7 separate regions of the Mus musculus genome follow, and regions 1, 2, 3, 4, 5 and 6 are each linked to region 7. Evidence: chromatin contacts called from public Hi-C, HiChIP or PLAC-seq and promoter capture Hi-C data. All regions are on one chromosome and are shown on one strand. The core of a region is the stretch at or near the end of the contact, and the rest is flanking DNA. Distances in the headings are between cores, read along the strand shown. Region 1 holds the start of Zc3h13 (zinc finger CCCH type containing 13). Region 2 holds the start of Akap11 (A kinase (PRKA) anchor protein 11). Region 3 has its middle 25 kb from the start of Gm30662. Region 4 holds the start of Dgkh (diacylglycerol kinase, eta). Region 5 holds the start of Tpt1 (tumor protein, translationally-controlled 1). Region 6 holds the start of Vwa8 (von Willebrand factor A domain containing 8). Region 7 holds the start of Lacc1 (laccase domain containing 1).

What was found. Promoter capture Hi-C pulls out the DNA fragments that hold promoters and counts their contacts. A called contact is a pair of places that touch in the nucleus more often than the background predicts. HiChIP or PLAC-seq counts read pairs in DNA pulled down with a chosen protein or histone mark.
Region 1: a contact with region 7 is called in a Hi-C map of B cells, with 6 read pairs. The contact joins the promoter of Zc3h13 here to the promoter of Lacc1 in region 7. A contact is called at or near these places in 1 of 39 promoter capture datasets (pre-B cells) and 1 of 484 Hi-C or Micro-C datasets (B cells).
Region 2: a contact with region 7 is called in a promoter capture Hi-C map of embryonic stem cells, with 4 times the contacts expected there. The contact joins the promoter of Akap11 here to the promoter of Lacc1 in region 7. A contact is called at or near these places in 3 of 39 promoter capture datasets (the 3T3-L1 cell line, embryonic stem cells and pre-B cells), 1 of 15 datasets of contacts at CTCF or cohesin (the NIH/3T3 cell line), 2 of 484 Hi-C or Micro-C datasets (B cells and embryonic stem cells) and 3 of 115 datasets of contacts at active chromatin or transcription factors (bone marrow-derived dendritic cells, embryonic stem cells and forebrain).
Region 3: a contact with region 7 is called in a promoter capture Hi-C map of second pharyngeal arch cranial neural crest, with 7 times the contacts expected there. The contact joins the enhancer-like site here to the promoter of Lacc1 in region 7. A contact is called at or near these places in 6 of 39 promoter capture datasets (the 3T3-L1 cell line, the C10 cell line, embryonic stem cells and 3 more) and 3 of 115 datasets of contacts at active chromatin or transcription factors (bone marrow-derived dendritic cells, embryonic stem cells and large pre-B cells).
Region 4: a contact with region 7 is called in an H3K27ac HiChIP or PLAC-seq map of bone marrow-derived dendritic cells, with 4 times the contacts expected there. The contact joins the promoter of Dgkh here to the promoter of Lacc1 in region 7. A contact is called at or near these places in 1 of 39 promoter capture datasets (maxillary cranial neural crest) and 1 of 115 datasets of contacts at active chromatin or transcription factors (bone marrow-derived dendritic cells).
Region 5: an H3K27ac HiChIP or PLAC-seq map of microglia shows a contact between it and region 7, with 6 times the contacts expected there. The contact joins the promoter of Tpt1 here to the promoter of Lacc1 in region 7. A contact is called at or near these places in 3 of 39 promoter capture datasets (embryonic stem cells, hippocampal neurons and maxillary cranial neural crest), 1 of 484 Hi-C or Micro-C datasets (B cells), 3 of 115 datasets of contacts at active chromatin or transcription factors (astrocytes, bone marrow-derived dendritic cells and microglia) and 2 of 9 other capture datasets (adipose tissue and liver).
Region 6: a Hi-C map of liver shows a contact between it and region 7, with 4 times the contacts expected there. The contact joins the promoter of Vwa8 here to the promoter of Lacc1 in region 7. A contact is called at or near these places in 1 of 39 promoter capture datasets (hippocampal neurons), 1 of 484 Hi-C or Micro-C datasets (liver) and 2 of 115 datasets of contacts at active chromatin or transcription factors (cardiomyocytes and pancreatic cancer cells).

What each region holds. Positions count from the first base shown.
Region 1 is chr14:75,282,971-75,285,894 of GRCm38.p6, reverse strand. Zc3h13 (zinc finger CCCH type containing 13) reads right to left here and starts at 1,529. Exons shown (of 19, transcript NM_001359875.1): 1 at 1,230-1,529. It overlaps Cpb2 (carboxypeptidase B2 (plasma)), which reads right to left. Exons shown (of 11, transcript NM_019775.3): 11 at 2,340-2,664. The coding sequence ends at 2,480.
Region 2 is chr14:78,535,499-78,538,415 of GRCm38.p6, reverse strand. Akap11 (A kinase (PRKA) anchor protein 11) reads left to right here and starts at 1,556. Exons shown (of 12, transcript NM_001164503.1): 1 at 1,556-1,704.
Region 3 is chr14:78,355,352-78,358,259 of GRCm38.p6, reverse strand. No RefSeq gene overlaps it. Among named protein-coding and RNA genes, the nearest start is that of Gm30662, 25 kb to the right of the region's middle. Within about 2 kb of position 1,404, at least 54 of the 459 cell types and tissues checked have an H3K27ac peak or open chromatin away from gene starts, as enhancers often do.
Region 4 is chr14:78,731,431-78,734,175 of GRCm38.p6, reverse strand. Dgkh (diacylglycerol kinase, eta) reads left to right here and starts at 1,447. Exons shown (of 30, transcript NM_001081336.2): 1 at 1,447-1,818. The coding sequence starts at 1,759.
Region 5 is chr14:75,843,584-75,846,508 of GRCm38.p6, reverse strand. Tpt1 (tumor protein, translationally-controlled 1) reads right to left here and starts at 1,253. Exons shown (of 6, transcript NM_009429.3): 1 at 1,053-1,253; 2 at 819-892; 3 at 116-306. The coding sequence starts at 1,080. Gm4285 (predicted gene 4285) reads left to right here and starts at 1,545. Exons shown (of 3, transcript NR_045294.1): 1 at 1,545-1,735; 2 at 1,852-1,958; 3 at 2,527-2,925.
Region 6 is chr14:78,847,731-78,850,430 of GRCm38.p6, reverse strand. It overlaps Vwa8 (von Willebrand factor A domain containing 8), which reads right to left and starts at 1,253. Exons shown (of 45, transcript NM_027906.1): 1 at 988-1,253. The coding sequence starts at 1,147.
Region 7 is chr14:77,035,309-77,038,008 of GRCm38.p6, reverse strand. It overlaps Lacc1 (laccase domain containing 1), which reads left to right and starts at 1,392. Exons shown (of 8, transcript NM_172488.2): 1 at 1,392-1,512; 2 at 2,019-2,197; 3 at 2,604-2,700. The coding sequence starts at 2,655. Ccdc122 (coiled-coil domain containing 122) reads right to left here and starts at 1,237. Exons shown (of 6, transcript NM_175369.4): 1 at 1,038-1,237.

The sequences.
Region 1 (2,924 bases), core at 280-2,779, 1.8 Mb after region 7:
AAAGCAACACAAAACAACAACAAAAAACCCAAAAACCAAAACTACACTGTGTACAAACCTTATTTACATTATTTAAAATTAGCATAAAGTACTTTTATAGGATTTACATTGCACTATGTATTAGAAGTATAGAGATGATTGAAGGCATATAAAACATCGTTTTCCAGAAGGGATTTGAGTTTCTGCACATTTAGGTATCTGAGTCACCCCCTATGTGTTGGTATCAACTACATCCTACCAGATGCTCACACTGAAACTCAAGTTTCAGGGCACAACCGTTTGCACAGAAATTGTGACATTCCTACATCAGCTTGCTAAGTCTCCAGATGAAACTGTCATCTGATATAATCTAACTAAGAAGTTGGAGGTTATTTAAAAATTTATACGTCTGTGTTGCGAAATATTGTTGTTTGGATTCTAAAGCTAGTAATGTTAAGTACTACATAGCAAAACTAAGCATATAGGCAGAGCCGCATAGTGATCTGGACTAACTAAATAAACATATCACAGACTTTTAAACCCTTAAATGCCAAACTTAAAGGTCCAACCTTTTCAAATTATTTTTTTTTGAAATTCACAAACCAGGAGAGACTGTGCACGCCCATAACTGAAAGAGTTCAAATTATCTGAAGACTCCTAATAAAACGAATTAACTTAAGATACTGCCTCTCACAAGCAAGATCCTACCAATATCATCCAAGTATTTTCTTCAACTCTGAATACTTTTCCAGCCACATAAATGTCAACCTGCTTAGCAAGTGATACTGCCAGATATATCTTCTCCTTTCGTTCCAGCTTCCCGTTGCCTGGGAGTATAAAGATAAAACAGTACTCCTACACTCCCAATAGTATTTACTGCAGCCGGGAAATAAGCAAGACCAGGAACAATCAAAAGGACTCTCCTTTCTTCAATAGATCTGGAATACGTGAAGAAGGCAACTCTAAATCCAAGAAACACAACTGCTGCATCCTTTCACCACACACAAATGCGACCACCACACCACGGTATCCGAGTCCGCCTGCTTCCTGACACAGACTGCAGAATCACAACTGGAGCAACAGCCAGATCTAACACCAAGAGCCTCTGCAGAGTCAAGGGTGGGATGCTCAAACAGCGTTCAGAAACACAAGCAGCACAGAACAAGGCGAGCGAGGATGGAGGCCACAGCGCAGGACGCCCACACGAGCCGGGTCCAACGCCTCTTCCCATCCGCTCCCCGAACGCTTACCTCCTCTCCAAGCACCCTTGTAAGCGCAGTCTTCAGGACGTCCCTGACGCCTCAGCTCCGGCTGTCCCCGCGCCCGGCCCCGGGAGGACGACCAAGAGGACGTGCACGCGCGGCTCCCAGGGGCCGGCCCTCCTCAAGCGGGGCGGACGCCGGGAACAGGGAGCAGCGGAGCCGCCCGGATCTTCTCCCAGCTCTGGAGAGCTCCGGACACGAGACGAGAGACGCACAGAAGCCACTGCAGAGCAACGCTAAGACCACAACTCTGCCTGGCCGCTACACTGGCAGCATCTAAAAGCCGACGGAAGTCGCGAGTTTGCCCGACTCCTCCGCAGGCAAGGCAGCTTCCGGCCCCCAGATTAGTCGTCATCGAGTAAGCCCCGCCCCTCTCAGACCACGCCCCCTCGCGTCCGACGCGAGGGCAGTGCGGAGTGTGTTCCTGACGCCTGTTTACTAAGGTCTGGGGACACGGAGTCAGCGTGGGAGGACGGAGATTCTCAGTTGACTGAGATTCTGGTTTTCACCGTTTTCCATCGCATAAAGTGCTACTTTGTTTCGGCAGTAACCACCAGCCTGGTGCGTTTCGAAGCTGCAGATTTTGACAACCGCCCGTCCCCCGCCTGGGCCTGAAGCTGGAGCAGAAATGCACGGATTGCGTTTTCAAGAACAAGAGCAGAGACTGATTAAAATTTTAGGGTGCAAACCCTTGAGGTGCTACAGAGTGCCTTTGCTTTTCCTGCTTGGATCCAATGATCTCCGTAGATTTAGGGTAAAAGTTGCTTAGGAGGAGCTGGAGAGATGGCTCCAGCCGTTAAAAGCGGTTGCAGCTCTTTCAGAGACCAGGTTTGACTCCCATCCCCCACGTGACTGCTGACCACCTTCTGTAACCTTCAGTAACAGCGGTTCCCCATTTTCTTCTGGCCTCTGATGGGGGTCCAGCATAAACCTGGTGCTTAAACTCACACCCTCACGCCCCACCACACACACAGTACATCTTAAAACTGCTTAAGATAGCTGTTCATCATAAATCAAGGGACGGTGGGGTGGGACCAGTAGCTAACCTCTTAGAATAAAAATAATAAAAATAAAAATGTTAAAATACACAGGGGGCCATTTTCACTCTTAAGCTCAAAGTAGTGTGCTTTTTATTCTTCAACAAAACCAAGGAAACTGATTCAACTTAGAAGCTAATGCAACAGTTAAGTGTTGCTGAAATCAATAAAATAAAAATAATGAGAGCGGAGGTTAGGGCATTAAGTGTTCCTGATGACATGCCAAACTATTTTAGAGATGGCGGCCAAAGCTTCTGCACAAGTGGGTTTGATGTATCTCTCAGGCAGCAAGAATCCGTATCTGCCTGTATCTCGGAGCTCAATTGTAAACGAATATTTGATGCCCAAATCATAGATCCAATCGTCAGAACCTCCAGGAGCTAGATCTAAAAGAGACACAAAATATATTTATTTCATAGCAACAAACACTTTATTTCATTGTAGAAACGAAAATAGCTTCCTTCTGGATGTTACCTAAATTTCTTATCTGAAAGTTGTAGTCATCTAAAAGAAACCATGTTAAGAAAGAAAACACATGTTGCCCAGAACTCAACAATAATCTGATTAAGGAGTGATAACTGCCAATAACATTTTAGTACATTTTACAGTGCATGTACTTTCTGTCTTAATTTGTAACATTTCTGGA
Region 2 (2,917 bases), core at 307-2,806, 1.5 Mb before region 7:
ATAAATATCTACAAAGAACACCATTTTATGTTTGTTTAGAGTTAACTTAGAGATGCGGCTACCTGTGTAGTGAAAATGGAGGACAGAAAGCCAAAGGCAAGAGGCCTCTCAGGCCATTCGCTTCTCAAGTAGTTTAAAACAACAAAATGATAAAAAAAAAAAAAAATCTACATATTTTAAATACAAGTCAGCAGCCAGCGCTTAGGGCTCTGACTTAACACATTTTGGAGACTGTCAAGGTCATTGGAAATTGGTTCTCACAGGATTGTCTTTTACCTGGACGAGTTCCTTGTTGTTTCAGCTTCCGTAAAATTCACTCTCTACAGGGAAGAGCTTACTAGTTTTTTGTTTTTTTTTTTAAACTAATTGTTATTGTTCCCCCCTTTAAGAGGTCAAAGCTTTTCATTGTAGACTAAACTCCCAGTTCTTTTCTTGGTTGATGAAGCAGTAAGGGATCTAGCCTCTATTATCATCCCAAGTTTATTTCTTGTTATTCAAATGTGCTAGATTAGATCCGGATTTGGGGCTTGTGAATTATTCTACTTTCTGCTAGCGATGTAGGGCTGCTATCCAAATCACTGCCTGAATCTTTCCTCCCACAAGGGCACCACCCCCAAGCAGTGGCCCAATTGTAACCACCACCATCAGATGATGATAATCTGCGAGTTAACACCTACAGATATCCACCCCCTCCCCCAACCCGGCCCCAGCTCTCAACAACCTAATCTATTTGTCTTCATAGTGTTCAATAGACAACCTGGAATTATGCCTAAAACGTGTAAGGAAAGCAGCCAAAAGCTGTTGAAGAGAACGAAGATATGACTGTACTCTTTCTTGTCTCTCTCCCCTAAAGAGGATAAAACAAATAAGGAGCATCTACTTCAAAATGTCCTTCTCATCTCTCGGCCAGTTTGAGGACCGTATGTCCTTGAGGAGACCATGCAACATGACTGCACCGATTCCTCTGATTTAAACAGGAATCACACAGCTTGTCACCCAAGGCTAGGCTTCTTGGTGGTCAAAGCCTTATTTTCCAATTTCAATGGCCCGTGGGGTTGGGAAGTGCACTGCCCTTTAGACTGACTCCAGAGGTTCCGATTGGGCCCAAGGCTTCCTCAGTGGTTTCCCCTGATGATGTTGGGAACCGGGCAGACCCATTCTGAAGGATGGGCTGTGTCTGGACCCCTGATGTCGTGGGCTGCCACTGGCTGTGGGAAACCAGCCCCAGGAAGGTCTAAGGGTGGCGGATGGGATGCCAGCATCCTGGGCTCGGGCGCTTGCCAGAGGAAAGGGTTAAGCCGTTCCCAAGGCAACGCACCAGGAAGCGCGCAAGACGTCAGCCGAGAGTTCGTAGGTCAGCTCGAGGTTTAAAGCTCCCACGGGCCGAGGGCCGCCTGGCCAATGGAGAGGGCGCCTCCGCGTCACGTGACGGGCGACCCGCAGCTTTGCCCTCCAGAGCACGTGGGAAGATATTTTCCCCCCACCCCTTGTTCCTTTTGCGCGGGCTCGGCCACGGGGTCGTTCTCGCGAGAGGTGCGACGGCTCTCGCGAGAGTGAGTGGGCGGCGTGGGGAGGCGGCGGCGGTGGCGTCGCGGGCTGGGGCGGGCGAGGGGGAGCGCCGCTGCGCTGCGGCTCGCGCCACCGGGCGTTGCGGGCCGTGACGGGAGGCTGACATGCCCGGGAGCTGAGAGGCTGTGCCGCCTGGTGAGCGGGGCAGGGAACCGGGAGCCAGAGGGCCGGGTCCAGACTGCGGCCGGGCGCCGTGGCCTCGCTGCGTGGGGCGCGGGCGGGAGGACGGTGCACTTTGTCCTCCGCAGCAGCATCCTTCCCTGTCAGCGTCCGAACCCAGGTCCCCGGCGCTGCCCTAACCCCAGATGCCGCTGTTTGCATCGCTGTCACGTCGCCTCCAGGCTGGCCAAGCATCCGAATTGCGCTATCAAATAGAAAATGGGCTGGCCAGACCACAGTGACAGTACAGTCTAAACCCCTGGTATAGCTTGGTGACAGTCCTTTAGCTCTGCCTACGGTCTTTAAAAAGAAAAGAAAAGAAAAAAAAACCCTATTAGTTGGAGGTGGCTTAGCTTTAGGCATTAAGGCATTTTGCGGTGAGCAATACTGCTGAGACACATCGCTAATGGCCTTGGCGCATACTGGAGTTAATATTCGCAGTTCTTTTATAGCCTTGTGATTATCCATTTGCTTCTAAATCGCTTGTTTTCCTTTGCATCTTTCTCACCTTGTTAGCAGTGTTATTTATATTGGTACTCAATTTTGTTATGTATGAAAATATATAAAATAAGGGCATCAGGAAAGATGGAGTATTTATTCATGCAAAGGTGATTTTGTTTTAATGTCTTTGTGTTTGCTTGGTGTGTGTGTGTGTATGTGTTGGTGTGTGTGCTGGTAAAAGGCAGCCTAGTATGATTGATGTCATTTTCAATAGTCCCACCTAATCTTTCAAACTATAGAAGCATTTTTTTCAAGGAATAACCTGGTTATTCATACTTGATTGTGTTTTCCAGGCAGGATTGTGAATCATAGGTTGGCAGTAAATTAAGCAATTAGTTGTGTAGTTAGTAACTGACTTATGAGGGATGAAGGGATATGAGGGAATTGGGGAAGACGTGGGTTTATAAGCTGAGCTGTGGCTAATGTAGATAGCTACAGAACTGCTCAACTGATCTGCCTGGAAAGGAATTGGCAGTATATACTCTGTGCCCAGTGATGTTTCTCAGTTGTTGAAGATTCTGAAGTTGGAGGCCCAGAACTGTAGTGAGAGATTTGCTAGCCTTCTCAAGCCTCTGAATTCCAGGGCTTCGTCAGGGAAACAGAAGAAAATCCTTTGGGAGAAAGGATGGTACATTTTATTTTAATTCCAAAGACTTAGTGTCTGGGAAAGGAACTCAGCCAATTCCGA
Region 3 (2,908 bases), core at 155-2,654, 1.3 Mb before region 7:
TCAATTCACCAGTCTGGAATGCTAGAACAACTCACTTTGGAGTTTATTTCTTACTACTGCTGTTGTTTTTTGTTTTTGCTTTTTAATCCAGAGTCTACTGGAATTATTCAGTTTCTATAATGCTGAAAGCATGTTCTTTCTGTTAGCTTATAAGCAATGTCCTGGAGATGTGTATTAATTTGTAGAGGATAGAACTGGACACTGAAACTTTTCCTCCTATCTGTTTTACTGACGTTACACTGAACTCAATAAGAAATCAGGGATTTCAAACTATGCAAATCATAAACTATGGCGAGCAGTCACTTACTAAACATACACACGTTGAACTCCAGGCTGGGTACAAGTGTTCTAGGAAGACAAATTCTGGAAAAGACAGTCCCAAACCCAACCTGCTGCAGAGACATGAGAGGCAGGTTAGGGAAGGACCTGTGGATGTCCTCATCCAGATTGGGTGGCACCTTGCTTTGTACCTCTTAGAGATGCAAGATGGCCAGCCTGGAACCTAAATGCAAGAATCCCAAAGGGTTGCCTCTTCTGATGGGTTTTAGTACCAAGTCCTAGACAGTATGATTTTCTCGATTATTTCCTCAAATTCAAAGCTGTAGAGAGTATCTTTCCATCACTAGGTGGGAATAGAAGGAATTAGCTGTGTGAAGGTGACTGTCAGCTGGATACTATCTGCTTTTCAACTTTCTGCCTATGTGAAAAACAGTTTGTTTTTCTGGTCCCATAGAATCTAGAGTTAGCTGCAGGTGGTCTAGCTTCGTGTAGATCCCACCCTCCACCAGATGTGCAATGTTTGCTTGAATAGCAACTTGCAGCTTGACGTTCATTTGCATTGATGTTTTCATTTTGAAGTTATTATTCCTGAGACACTGAAGGTAGGGTTTGATGTGAGTTCACCCAGGAATGTTATTTTTTTGCTATAGATTAGAGATTTTTTTTTTGAACACTCCATAGCAGTGGACATGTGAGCCAGGCACACATTTCTGGGCAACTCCCCCAATATAGGAAACAGACAAAGATGGATGTTTGCTGATACCCTCGGTGTCTAACCGAAGGTTTTTTAAATCCCAAGATATGGCATAAAGCCTCCTTAGGGGGAGATACACTAACCAAAGTGGAAAATTCCTCTCCACATTTGTACGTGAGCAGAACCTGCTCGCAGTATGTGGTAGCACATGGAAAGAACCTGGCAGTGCTGAGGGATGTCACAGGACGCGAGTCTGTGAACTTATTTTTGTGTTTACTGCAGGGATGTTGTTAAGGATGTGGTTGCCAACATCCCACAGTGTTTCCTTTACAAAGATCTGCTGAAGACGTTTTTTTTCTCTTCCCTCAGGACTCTGAATTAACCACAGTCCTCCTGAGCAGCTGCAGAGTTACGTCTTTTAAGTTCTCTATGTCGTGGTCTTTCACTATGTGTCTTAGAGACAGGGGTTCCCAAACCTTACTGTATTACTCAAATCATCTGGCGAGCCCTTGAAATGCAAATTTCCAGGAATCCCCGAGAACAATTACATCAGGATCTCTGAAAGGGGATCAGCAAGTTTTCAAGTTCTCTACACTGGGTGCAAGGGCAGCCAGGGCTATGGGCACTGTGGGAGTGGGAGTGAGTACTCTAATGATCTGCTGTGGGCATCTCCTTCTCTTATCCAGGTGCCCGAGTGTTCCTTCTTCATGTCAGTTTCTGCCCTGTAAAAACTGTTCAAGCACAGGTGTTATAGCTTGCTTTCTGTTCCTGGGACACATACTGTACTCAAAAGCAATCTGCAGAGGAAACATTTTCTTTCATTTACACTTCCAGGTCAGAAGTCATCGTTCCAGGAAGTGAGCGGAGGAATGTGAGGCAGAAACAGGGAGGGGCCCTTCTTCCCAGCCCCTTCTCTGGCTATCTCTCAGGCCTACTCTCTGCTAGCTTTCTCATAAAGCATAGGAACATCTTCCTAGGGAATAGTGCCACCCACAGTGAGCTATGGATGCCCTCCTGCAACAATTAATAATTATGAAAGTCCTCTGAAGACATGGTCATATGACAATCGGACCTAGGCAATCCTCAAAAGGGGCTTTCTTCTCAAGTTGACTTCAGACTGTGTCAGATTGACAATTAAAATTAGTCAGCTAGAGAGATGGCTCAGTGGTTAAGAGTACTGACGACTCTTCCAGAGGTCCTGAGTTCAATTCCCAGCAACCACATGGTGGTTCACAACCACCTATACTGGGATCTGACACTGTCTTAGCCTGGTGGTAGTGGCCTTTAATCCCAGCACTTGGGAGGTAGAGGCAGGAGGATTTCTGAGTTCGAGGCCAGCCTGGTCTACAGAGTGAGTTCCAGGACAGCAAGGGTTACATAGAGAAACCCTGTCTCAAAAAAAAAAAAAAAAAGAAAAGAAAAAAAAACAAAACAAAACAAAAACAAACAAAAAAACCCACAACAAAACAAAAATTAGCTGTGTGTGTGTATAGAAGCTTATAAAAGTTAAATAAATGACTATGAATTGTTCCCTTTAAAAAATAACATTTGGTGATTGTCATATTTTCTCTTGTGGTATAAGTGCTAGTCTGTGTCTTCAAACAAGGCTAGATATACATGAAATATACCTGGAAGAGGAAACGGGTAAGCGTTGAGGGTGATGGTGGCTGAGGGGGCTCTCAGGGTTAGATGCTTGTTTGATCTTTGGGAGGGAGCCTTGGAAAGAGTGAGTGCAGGTGAAGAGGCTCAGAGAGAAGTGCAGCTGCAGGTGGATAGCTCCCACTGATTGGAGGAAACACACTATTAGGGCCGCCTGAATTCTCCTACCTCCCTGTACTTCTTATCTGTGCTGAGTAGCCACAAAGGATTGTGAGAAATGAGGACGTAGCATGGAAAGGAAGCCACAGGGTCAAGAGAGCTACAAACGGGGGAACC
Region 4 (2,745 bases), core at 198-2,697, 1.7 Mb before region 7:
GCCTCCATGAGAATTCGCACTCATATGCGCAAACCCACACACAGACACAGACACCTAAGTGAAAAAGAAAAGTCAAAAAAAAAAAAAGTAACAATATGCTTGAAAAAGAGAAGTTCGCTTCCGGTCTGGGATAGCTCAGTCGGCAGGTAGAATGCTCACCTAGATGGAATGAAGGGCTGGTTTTGAGTGAGCCCCAGTGTTCAGCTGTGATCCCAGGGCTGAGGTAAACGCAGCATGGTCAGACTGCTCACTCACCCCACTTAAACCTCATTCAAAGTAAATGAAGGACAGGCTATTTAGGCAGCAGGTTGGAGGCCACTGAACAAAGCATAGTCACTAACAAAGAAGACCCAACAGTCCAAGGGCCCATTTAAAGGAGAGATTCAGGAATGCAAATTTAGTCAGTCAAGTTATAGAAAGTGAGGGCTGGAAACCATCCAGTGGCTTAGCTCTCTCCACAATCCTTAGGTGACCTTTATGAGTGTAGCTTCAGCGGAATATTAGCCTCGGAAATTAGTATGACGTGGGAGCATGCTGGATCAAGTAGTGTTTTGATTTTTCGGTTTCAAAACGTGTGAATTCATCTGTCTACCAGACTAAGGGCCAGAAGATGGTGCTGGCAGGAGTCTGAAGTCCACGAGAGAGGAAATGACCCATGCAAATGCAGTCACTGCTCGGTTTGCAACTAGATGGAAACCATCTTCACTGCCAGTAAAGATGATTTCAGGAAAGATGATTTAAAAAATTGCTTGTTGCAATTTTCATTTTCTTTTTCCCGGAGAGCAGCAGGAGAGACAGTTGACATTTGAGCTCTCTCTCGGAACTGCCCCTGTCCCTAATTTGAGCAGAGCGCTCACAGCGGACCACAGACCGGCTCCTTAGCTGGTTTTCTTTCCACGAAATCTTTCAGCCATAGAAAATGAACAAAAGCAGGGCTCCCCAGACAGCCCAGCCAGACATCTCAGCTGCCGGAATAGGTGCTTGGGAGTGGCTCAGGGGTGCGAAGCGCAGCCTCGCTCTGTTGAAGCCAGGTACTGTCCTGGGCAATTGGCTCCAGGTTTAGCTCCCGAGGCGGCCGTCGGGGGCTACAGGCACCCGTGGCGAGGGATGCCAAGGGGAAAGGGTGCCAGGTTCCGCTCGTCCGGCGCAAGCTACTCATCCCCGACATCCCCCGATTCTTCTGGCGATCCGGGCCCCGCGGCGCGGTTGCCTCTTTTAGCCGCACCACTGCCCGGTGCCCGTGACCACCCGGTGGCTGCTTTCGGTTCCGCGCCTTATATGGCCTGGCAGGGGGGTCACGTGCGTCCCGGGCCGCCCGCCGGGAGGGGCCGCTGGGGGAGGGGCGGACGGCGGGAGAAAAGGGGAGGGAGTCGGAGGCGGAGACAGGAGAGAGAGAGGGGCGGATTCTGCGGCCGTGGGAGGCGGCGGCGGCTTGAGGAGCCGAGCGCTCGCCGCCGCGCCGTGGAGCGGGACTCAGGCGGCTGCGGAGGCGGTGGCGGAGGAAGGGACCGGCGCGGGGGCGGGCGAGCGCGGCGGAAGCCAGAGAACGCGGGAGGGCCCGTGGCTGGCCCCGGGCAGGAGCCAGGGCGGCAGCGACAGCGATCCCAGCGAGGGAGGCGCAGGCAGCGGCGGCGGCAGCGACAGCGATCCCAGCGAGGGAGGCGCAGGCAGCGGCGGCGGCAGCGGCGGCGGCAGCGGCAGCGGCAGCGGGGGCCGGTGTCCGTGCGCCCCGGCGGCCAGCGGGCGCGGGCCGGCGCGATGGAGCCTCAGCACGTGCGCCCCGTGCTTGGAGCCCAGAGCCCGGCCTGGGAGGAACCGGTGGGTACCGCGCCCGCGCCCACCCCTCCCGCTTGTCCTTGCTCCCTGCCTCCCCCTCCCGGCCCATGTTCCGTTCAGGAAGCGGTCCGGGATGAGGTCCCCAGCTGCTTCCCAGCCGGGGCAGCGCTTCCTCCGGCGCCCGGGCTCCTCCTTGCTCGCCGCCCGAAGCGCCTTTGTCCGGTCGGCCTCTGGCGACGGTCCTTAGAGGACCGTTTCCGCGCTTCATCCTTTTCCCAACTTTGCACTTCATTCCCGAGTGTGGCGCGGCGGCCCGGGGAGTGGAGGCGACGGGGTTGCGCGGTCAGCGGGTGGCGCCGGGAGGAGACGGGGCTCACCTCTTGACCGCGCCCTGGCAGTCACCTGGGCACGCAGGTTCCCAAGGACCGCCGCCTGTGGAGGCTGGTGGCTGCCAGAAGCCCAGAGCCACGCCTCCGACTCGAGTGGCCGCGGCTGCCCTGAACAGTTCCGAGGGTCAGGGGACCTGGACCGGGATCCAGCCACCGGCTAACTTCGCTTTCGCCTGGATCTCACAGCACACGCCACGCGTAGATTGAGTCACTTTAGGGGCTCAGAGTGTTGCGTGTGAGAAGAGTCGAGGTCTTTGGATTTATTCCCTAAACTCCTTTAACTTATTTCTTGCACCTCAAACTGAGCCGTCTGTTATCCATCCATCCCTTCAGGGATTCCTCCCAGGAATCCCCGTCCTGCGTAGACCCTTGTAATCTTGAGTGGGCAATGAATTTTGGCTCTGCATACCCTATCTACGTATTTCTTAGTCCTTTTTGATTGACGTTGTGAACCGTCTCAAAAGCCTGGTCCAAAATTTCTGGCTTCATCCTTGCTGCGGTGCTGTTCTGATGATGTTTTCCCAGGGACTTCCTGAGTCTGCTCAGGCGGGCCCTCTGCCTGTTGAGAGCTTGTAGGTCA
Region 5 (2,925 bases), core at 4-2,503, 1.2 Mb after region 7:
GAAAATCAACCTTCACTGTATAACAAAAGACCCTCCTTTCTTAAGCCCTTCCTACCTAAGCAACCAACTTCTTCTAGGAAGCTGACCACCAAAACGGGGTGTTTATGTCACTTACGATTTCATGTAGTCTTTGATGTACTTTTTGTAAGCCTCTTTTGTGAAGCTGGTTTCTTGTAAGTGATGGTTCATGACAATGTCAACACCGGTGACTACTGTGCTTTCGGTACCTTCGCCCTCCGGACCTTCAGCGGAAGCATTTCCACCGATGAGCGAGTCATCGATGGCACCCTCTGTTCTACTGACCATCTACATTTAGAAGAAAACAAAACAAAACAAAAAGACAATACAACTTAGTCGAAGGGGCAAAAAAAAAAAAAAAAAAAGAAAAAAAGAGAAAAAAAAAAAAAGGTCCGGCAACGATCAGTCAGCTCCCTGAAACATCTTAACCTCCCCCCAAATAGTCGCTGCCCGGACTGAGAGAGGTGGTCACTCTCATCAAGCGGAACCAAGTTGCTGTGGCCTCTCTCGAGTCGCCACGGGTTAAGCGCGCACAGCGCAAACCTGTCTTATAGACAATATGTCCCCGTTCGCCCGGAAAGAGGATGGCGCTGAGTTCGCGGACCTATTTCCAGGCTCGGCTCCGCCTCCACTTTTCTAGAAAAACCCAAGGTCCGCAAGAGCGTCTCCTCCGCCTGGAGGCGGCAGCGAGGATTGCACGAGTTCCAGCGGCCTCCCCGCGGCGCCCAGCCCAGCCCGGCCCGGCTCGGCCGACCCGGCAGGCAGGCGGCCAGCCTCCCCGCGCGCGGCGCCCCGCTCACCTTGCCCTCCACCTCCAGGCACAGCCCGTCCGCGATCTCCCGGATCTTGTAGATGTCGGAGAACAGCTCGTCATCTGAAAGCGAACAGAGAGAGCCGCCCGTGAGCGAGCGAAGGCCCGCCATTTCCCGCGCCGGGCTCGGCGCACGCGGCGGCTCCCGGCCCAAGCTCTGCGCTCGTGTCCCCGGCCTCCCCGGTGCCCACCCGCACCCAGGCCCGCGGGCGCCGGGACTTACGGCTGATGAGGTCCCGGTAGATGATCATGGTGACGGCTGGGGACGGCGGCGCTAGCCTGACAGCGCGGAAGCGAGCGCGGTGCAGCCGGAGCGGCGCGCGGGGGGAGGGGGGAGCGGGCGGAAAAGGCCGACGCGGGCGCTCCCCAACCTCATATAGAGGGCACGCTCGGCTACGTCACCGTCCGCGGCTCCCCCGGAACTGTCGTCAGCGGTGACGTGAACGCAGGGCGGTGCGGGGGCGTGGCTACGCCCGGCCGGCCCCGGGAGGGCATCCGGGGACTCTGCTGGGACACAATGCGGAGTGCCCCTGGGTGCGCGGGGCAACGGGGGCGGTGTGCGGATAGTGCGCCCGGGGCATGCTGGGACGGGAAGGGACTTGCGGCCGACCGATGGCCGGACGCTTGAGTCGCCGCCCGGGCGTGGCCAGGGTGTGACTGCGCCCCGCCTCCCGCCACGCCGCTTCAGTTCCCACCCCTTTCTCGGAAAGAAAATGTCAGCAGAATCGGATGACTGTTGTCGGGCGCGCCGCTGAGCCTGCGGGGACTACGGGGATGGCGCCGGGCTGGTGTCCCGGGTCTCCGACCTCCGGTCCTTGGCTGCCCACAGACTGCACCGGTTTTGCTCGCGGAGGGAGATGTCCTGGGGACTGGTCCTCTAGTGGGTTCCGAAAGTGAAAGCCTGCGGTGGGTCTGGCCGGACAGCTCTTCGCTGGCCTGTTCTGCTCTTGGTCGCAAACGGTGTCCTTTGTTAGGACAGTTCTGTATTGTCACTTTTATCCCTTTTATTCCTGGCGATGCAGGACTAAACAGACCCAAAATAAGGAGCTTCCCACTTGCCCGGGTCACTTGAAGGGCTTTCGCATCCACCACGAAGTACAACATACAACTTCCGAGACCCACCGTTCAGGTAAACATGTATGGCAGGATGAAATCACAGTTTCTTCCCTTCCAGATTTGGTTATAGTCCGTTGTAACCCTAGTGTTGCAATTTTCTCGCTTAAGAAGGACATAGCCAGCCCTGCCTGCCCTCGGACAGAAGGTTAGGTTAGTATGTCAAAGGAGAAGGCAGTTCACACTAACAAAGTGTTACAAGCACAGAGTAAACCATTCAGGAATAAAACTCTAGCCAAAGAGCAGAAGAAAAACCGTCCACTTAAGATGCGGTGGTCTGCTGCTTTCCTAGATACTCTAAAGGACACGGGGTAACAGTAAAAAAGTGAAGGACATCAGAAAACGTAGACATAGAACCGAGGGGCTATGACTTAGCAGTCTCAAAACTCAGTTATTTCTGAGTTATGTGAATCTTATTTGCACATCCCAGGTATTCATTTTCAAATTATTCAAAAATGCTCATTTACATAGATCCCCAAACATATTCTTTTTGGATTTTTCTGTTATTTTCTCCAGTTTTATGCCCAAATGTATTTTTTTAACATCATTAAAAATTTTTTTTTGTTTTTGTTTTTTCGAGACAGGGTTTCTCTGTATAGTCCTGGCTGTCCTGGAACTCACTTTATAGACCAGACTGGCCTTGAACTCAGAAATCCGCCTGCCTCTGCCTCCCAAGTGCTGGGATTAAAGATGTGCACCACCACCGTCCGGCTCATTGAAGAATTAAAAAACAAAAAAAAACAAAAAAAAAAAACAAAAAAAAAAACAAAACCATGGTGAAAGAGAGCTGAAGATTTGAAGCTAAGCAGTGCTGGCATCTTGTCTGTGTTACCAGTCCCACGATCTCAGGAAGTTCACCCTCTTTGAGCTTTAGTATGAAATGGAATTTCTGTGAATTTAATAAGATGAGTGAGAGGCTGACATACTTAACAGGTGATAAATAATATGTGGGATATGTATGCAATTCCCGATTTTTTTTCATA
Region 6 (2,700 bases), core at 4-2,503, 1.8 Mb before region 7:
CAGATTGTACCACATTCTACCCTTGACATCTGCCTTCTCTGATAAGAGTGTATTATCATCTGGACTGGTGAAATGATGGATTTATTAGATGAGATGATACTATCTGGAGATGACACACACAAGGAGGTGAACCTAGTGAGACAAAGTAGATTCTTTGAAAAGTAGGTCTTATCCCCGATTCCTCTCTCTCTGCCTCCCTGAGAGAGCAGCTTCCCTCTGCTAAGTCCTCTTGTCATCACGAATTTCTGCCTCACCACAGGCCACAGTGATTAAAGTATTAAGCATACACTGAAACATCTGTAACTTCCAGCCAAGAAATCTTCCCTTGTTTTAGGCTGCTCTGTGTGTGTGTGTGTGTGTGTGTGTGTGTGTGTGTGTGTGTGTGTGTGTGTTTTAATGTTGTCACGCAGATGAAAACTGAGTAACAGAGTGGAAAGCAAGTACATGCTCTAGAAGCTATAATCGAGGACAGGCAAGTTTTGAATCGCAATTTCACCTTGTGATCCTCAGCGAGGCACTTTTTTTTTTTGTTTCCCTCTTTTTTGGGACTCATTCATTCCGACTATAGTATAGGGTTTTAACTAAAGCGATGACTTTCAGTTCTAAGAGTGCTTGAAACCGAGTCTTCTGTTAAAATTGGGAAGGAACATGGGCACAGGTTCTCCAGCAAGATTGTACACGTGTCTATGCCATCACGAGCCCTACTTGGCTCATGACACAAAACCAAGCCCTCGGGAGTCAAAGGTCAAGGTCAAGCACGAGTCTTAACAGCCCCCAAAGGCTGCAGCATAAACCTCTCAGTGTCCTAGAGTCTACGTGAGGATTCTTGTACAAAAATCTCCAGTGGGAGAAAACTGTGTTCCTAGGCATCAGAGACCTTAGTCCGGACCCCTAAGGTTTCAGAGTGGAGCCCAGGGGGCGCCAGCGCCTTGCCCCACATCACAAAGCAGCGAGGGCAGCGGCAGCGAAGGCGGAGGGCCCAGTTACCTGAGTCGGTCGCCCCAGAGTGCAGCAGCCTGACCTCCAGCCGCTGCTGGTCCCCGCCCGGCCTGCCCCGCAACACCTGCCGCAAGAGCAGCCGCACTCGCCGGGAGGCCACGTCCCCAAGGCCGCCCGGGGCTCCTAGGAGGAGGAGGCGTGACTGCATGGTGCAGGAGGCATGCGTGGGACCTCCAGGGGCTTCGGACAAGCACAGTCCCTGGACCGGGCAGGAGGCGATCGGCGAGCGGGACAGGAAGCGGCAGGGAGGCGGGTCCGCCGGAAACTCCTTCCCCCGGCTCGCCGGGCTCTGCGGGATGGGCCCGGCCCGGGGCGGAGGGCAGGCCGAGCGCCAGCCGGTAGGATCGGCTACCGGAGCCCGGCGCGCCGCCCCAGGCGTGGTCGCCCCAGGGACGCCCGGAGCTGGGGAGATGCCAAAGACCTTTAGCACAGTTGAGCGTATGCCCTGTTTCTTTCTTGGCTGCTAGCCTACTGTGTTATGATGCACTGTGGGCTTTCCCCTCGATACTGCTTCGGATCTTTTTTCAGAATGGAGAAAATATTCAAGAGATTCTGGAACTTCACCTATTTTAATTCGTTGTCATCTTCCCAGGGTTTCCACACCACAGGCATTGAAAGCTTCAGTTTAGCCTTCCTTTGCCGCTCCTGTTTTATCATCTTCTAAACTGCAAGAGGAAATGTTACACTATAATGGTGAATGAAAAAACGTTCAACTACCAGAAGGATCCAGTCAGGCTACAAGGCAAGGGTTATATAAACATAATTTATGTCTTTAGTGAGGAAAAAGTAGGACACTTGACTAAGGCTCCCTCCCTACCATGCATTCCAAAAGCAGCAGCAGTCTTCCATAAAGCAAACAAAGTCTAATGTAATTAGGCTGCCTCCCCAAAATGTCAAGAGTGAATTAACCAAAGCAAAAAGTTTTAATGAAGTTCTGCACAATGAAATCAAACAAACAAGATGCAGGCCTGGCTCTCAGAGAATGGCCTTGCCAATTCTAGACCTACCTGTATCTTACATCCATATTAAGCACCCACCTCCCAGGCACTTAAACTTCCCGAGGAACTAAACTTAGAAGTAAATGGAGGTGGCAGAGAAATAATTTAAACTAGTTTGGAGAAATCGAAAATAAAGGAGTGAACATTAAAGATGTCAAAACAGCATAATTATTACATGGATAGATTCTCACTATTTCACAACCACACCTGTTAGGCCTCAAATCTGAGACAACCAGCTATAGGAGGTGCCAGTTAACAGATAAAAGCTAACAGAGGTCCCTGTTAACACATCAAAGCTGGTACTAGCCACTAGATCCTCCTCCTATCTCTCCATTCCCACCTGTTACAGGATCCTCCTGGTAGAGGCACTCAGTCCCCTACTCTGAACTCTCCAACCCAGAGGCAGTACTATCTTTCCCCCAAGCTGCTCTTCCATCTACAATCCAGCCTCTTTGACTACTCTGGTCCTCTTTTGGTCTCCTGGTCTGGCTTCCTGGATCCTGGCTCTCTCCTCTCCCAGCTTCCCCTCTACACACACACACACACACACACACACACACCACCCTCACTCAGGTGTTCATTTTCACTCTGAACCCTGCCAGATAGATGCCTCTGCCTCTGTGTTTTCTCCCTCACATCTATAATGCACCTTCTCCACCCTCTTACCCAGGAGGAGTCATATCCTCTTTTTATTTTCTTTTTG
Region 7 (2,700 bases), core at 143-2,642:
AGGCCTGACTCCCATAGACTCTGAGTCAATCTGCAGCCGGGGTGTGGGGTACCTACTCTACTATTAAGTTCTACTTGTTCCCATGTGCAACCAGGATTGAGAGGCTCTGTAGTAGCCTGGGAAAGGGGAGAGAGTGTTAAGAAATGCAGCCCAGACAGACCAGATGCTGAAGGAAATGGTATGTAAATACATTATCACAACTTCCCTAACAACTTAGCTATTTTGAAAGTTTTGTTACTGCCAGTGCTGTTGCATGAATGAATCCTGAGCTCTCATCCTTGGACATGAAAACAAGAAAAAAAGCTTCTAAACTTGCTTTTAAAAAAAAAAATCCATTTTCCTTAACAGACAGCAAGTTTATGCCAAGGCATGCATGTCTGATCAGATCTGTGTTATCTATCCCTCAGGGTTCCTGGAAGTGTCCAGCGAGCATTCAATGTGTGCCCTCTGAAAGTGATCACACGGCCTGGAGTAGGTTCTATGTGGGCTGGTTACCTTGGCCGCTAGTCAAGTTGAGATGGGTGCACACTTAACAAGACTTCTAGACTCCCGGATCCCCTAGAGTCTTCTCATTCAGGAAACACTTGAGCACTTGGAGGAAGACCAAGGAAAATGAAGGCCCTCTCCTTCCTCCATTGCCAGTCCTCAGAAAATGCGCTTTCTCTTACCTTCTCATATATTTTGAAGAGTGGGTATTTTTCCATTTACAACAGTACTTGATTTTCAAATTGTTGTTTTTAAATAAATAACATTAAACCCTTGGGGGACAAAGGAGCCTTAATTTTTATCTTATTGCTACTGTAAGAATGAATGCATTCCGTCCTGTGAGGGGACACACTTGGGGGGGGGGGTAAGAGAAATCGACGTTGCCAACACAAGTGAACAGTCAAGGATGTTGGTCCCAAATGAAAGTACAGAATCAGCCGAAAGGGGGAAAAAATGAAAACTAACTAGAAACTTAAAAACTAAACAAAAAGTGAAAAGAAAAAAGAAAAAAAAAAGCCACTCCCCCACAAAAGTCACCAGAGTCCCCTTACTTGAGCCCGGATTGGAGGGCGCTAAGTGACAAGCTGGCCACACTGCTGGGTCAGCAGATCCTTCTGGAGTCGCCACGGCCCGCGGGGAGAGGGGACGCTTCTTCCCTTCCCTTCCGGGCGCCTCACGGGACGCGCTCGCCCGCGGCTCTCCGGGCCCCCGCGCCTCAGCGCCCGGGCCTCAGGCGGCCTCCACGGTGACTGCGGGCGCTGACCCGGAACTGCTGAGCGGCGCGGGAATCCCCCGCAAGGGGCTCGGCCTTGCGTCTCCAGGGCGCCACCTCGCGGCCGTGGCGGGAACACCCAAACCCGGGCGCACGCCCGCGGGAGCCCGAGGCCGCCGGGAGGCCCGGGGACGCGGTGAGGCGGGCGGACCGGCCGGCCGGTGACTTTGGGAGCCACTGGGGTTCGAGCGCCGAGCCTGCAGCTCACGCCCCAGCTCGCGGCCGCCGAGGAGAGCGCGGGAAGCAGCCCTGCGGTGAGTCCCGGGCGGAGGGGAGGTCGGCGCGGCGACGGGACGGACGGACGCACACCGTGCAGTCCAGGCTCCTCCGAGGTCGCCTGCACGGCTGGCGGAAAGAATGAATGAAGGCGCCAGTGCCCTACGGGGCGGGCGGAGGTTGGGGTGGGCGTCGGGGTGAAGGCTCAGCAATGGTAGGTGTCAGAATTGGGGGTCACAGGGTCGGCAGAGGGGAGCTCCAGCCTGGACAGGGAGTTCAGAGAATCTGCAAGTGGTCAGAAATCGACCCTGATCCAAGTTGCAGTGGCTTTTGGGATTATCCCAAGTGCGGAGGACTGTGTAAACCTGGGGGGAAAGCCCAGCCTGTGGGCTAGCTTTTACCTTTAAAAAATGAGTGTGTTTGTTTGTTTGCTTGCTTATGGTGACAGACACCTTTACTCTTCTCTCTCTCTCTCTCTCTCTCTCTCTCTCTCTCTCTCTCTCTCTCTTTCTTTCTTTCTGGTGACATACACCTTTAATCCCAGCACTTGGGAGGCAGAGGCAGAGGCAAGCAGGTGTCTGAGGTCGAAGCCAGCCTGGTCTACATAGCTAGTTCCAGGACTGCTGGGGCTGTTAGACAGAGAAGCTCTGCCTCGAATCCCTGTCCCAACCGCAACCCCAAAGAAGATTGGCTGCTGATACTGCTCAACTTAATATCCTAAAGGTGAGACCTCAGTATTTCATGAGATGTGATCTAATCTTATAGACATGATGGGGATAATGACATAACAGATTTACATCCTATAATTAAAAAGACTTGATCTCAGACAACAAGTAATTTTGTACTTAAAATCTGCTATAAGGAAAACAAAGCATAATTTCTATTCTATAAAAATGTACCCAGCTGTTCACAAAATAAAAGATGGCTCTGCCCTTAATTGTCAGGATGAATGGTGCACTGGCTTTTCTGCTCTGCACACTACATTTATTTTGGTTACTTTTTGTATTGATGCAATTTACTTCCTATTTTTATTTTTATATTTATTTATTTATTTTTGTTCACCACAAATTTCGGTTGTATCTATAAGAAGATCGAATTTATTGTTATTTGTGATCACTTTTCTTTACAGCTGCTATGGCATAAAAAGTCTTTGGGGCAAAAAAGACTGCCTGATTGAAGAATGGCAGAAGCAGTCTTGATTGATCTCTCTGGTTTACAATTGAATG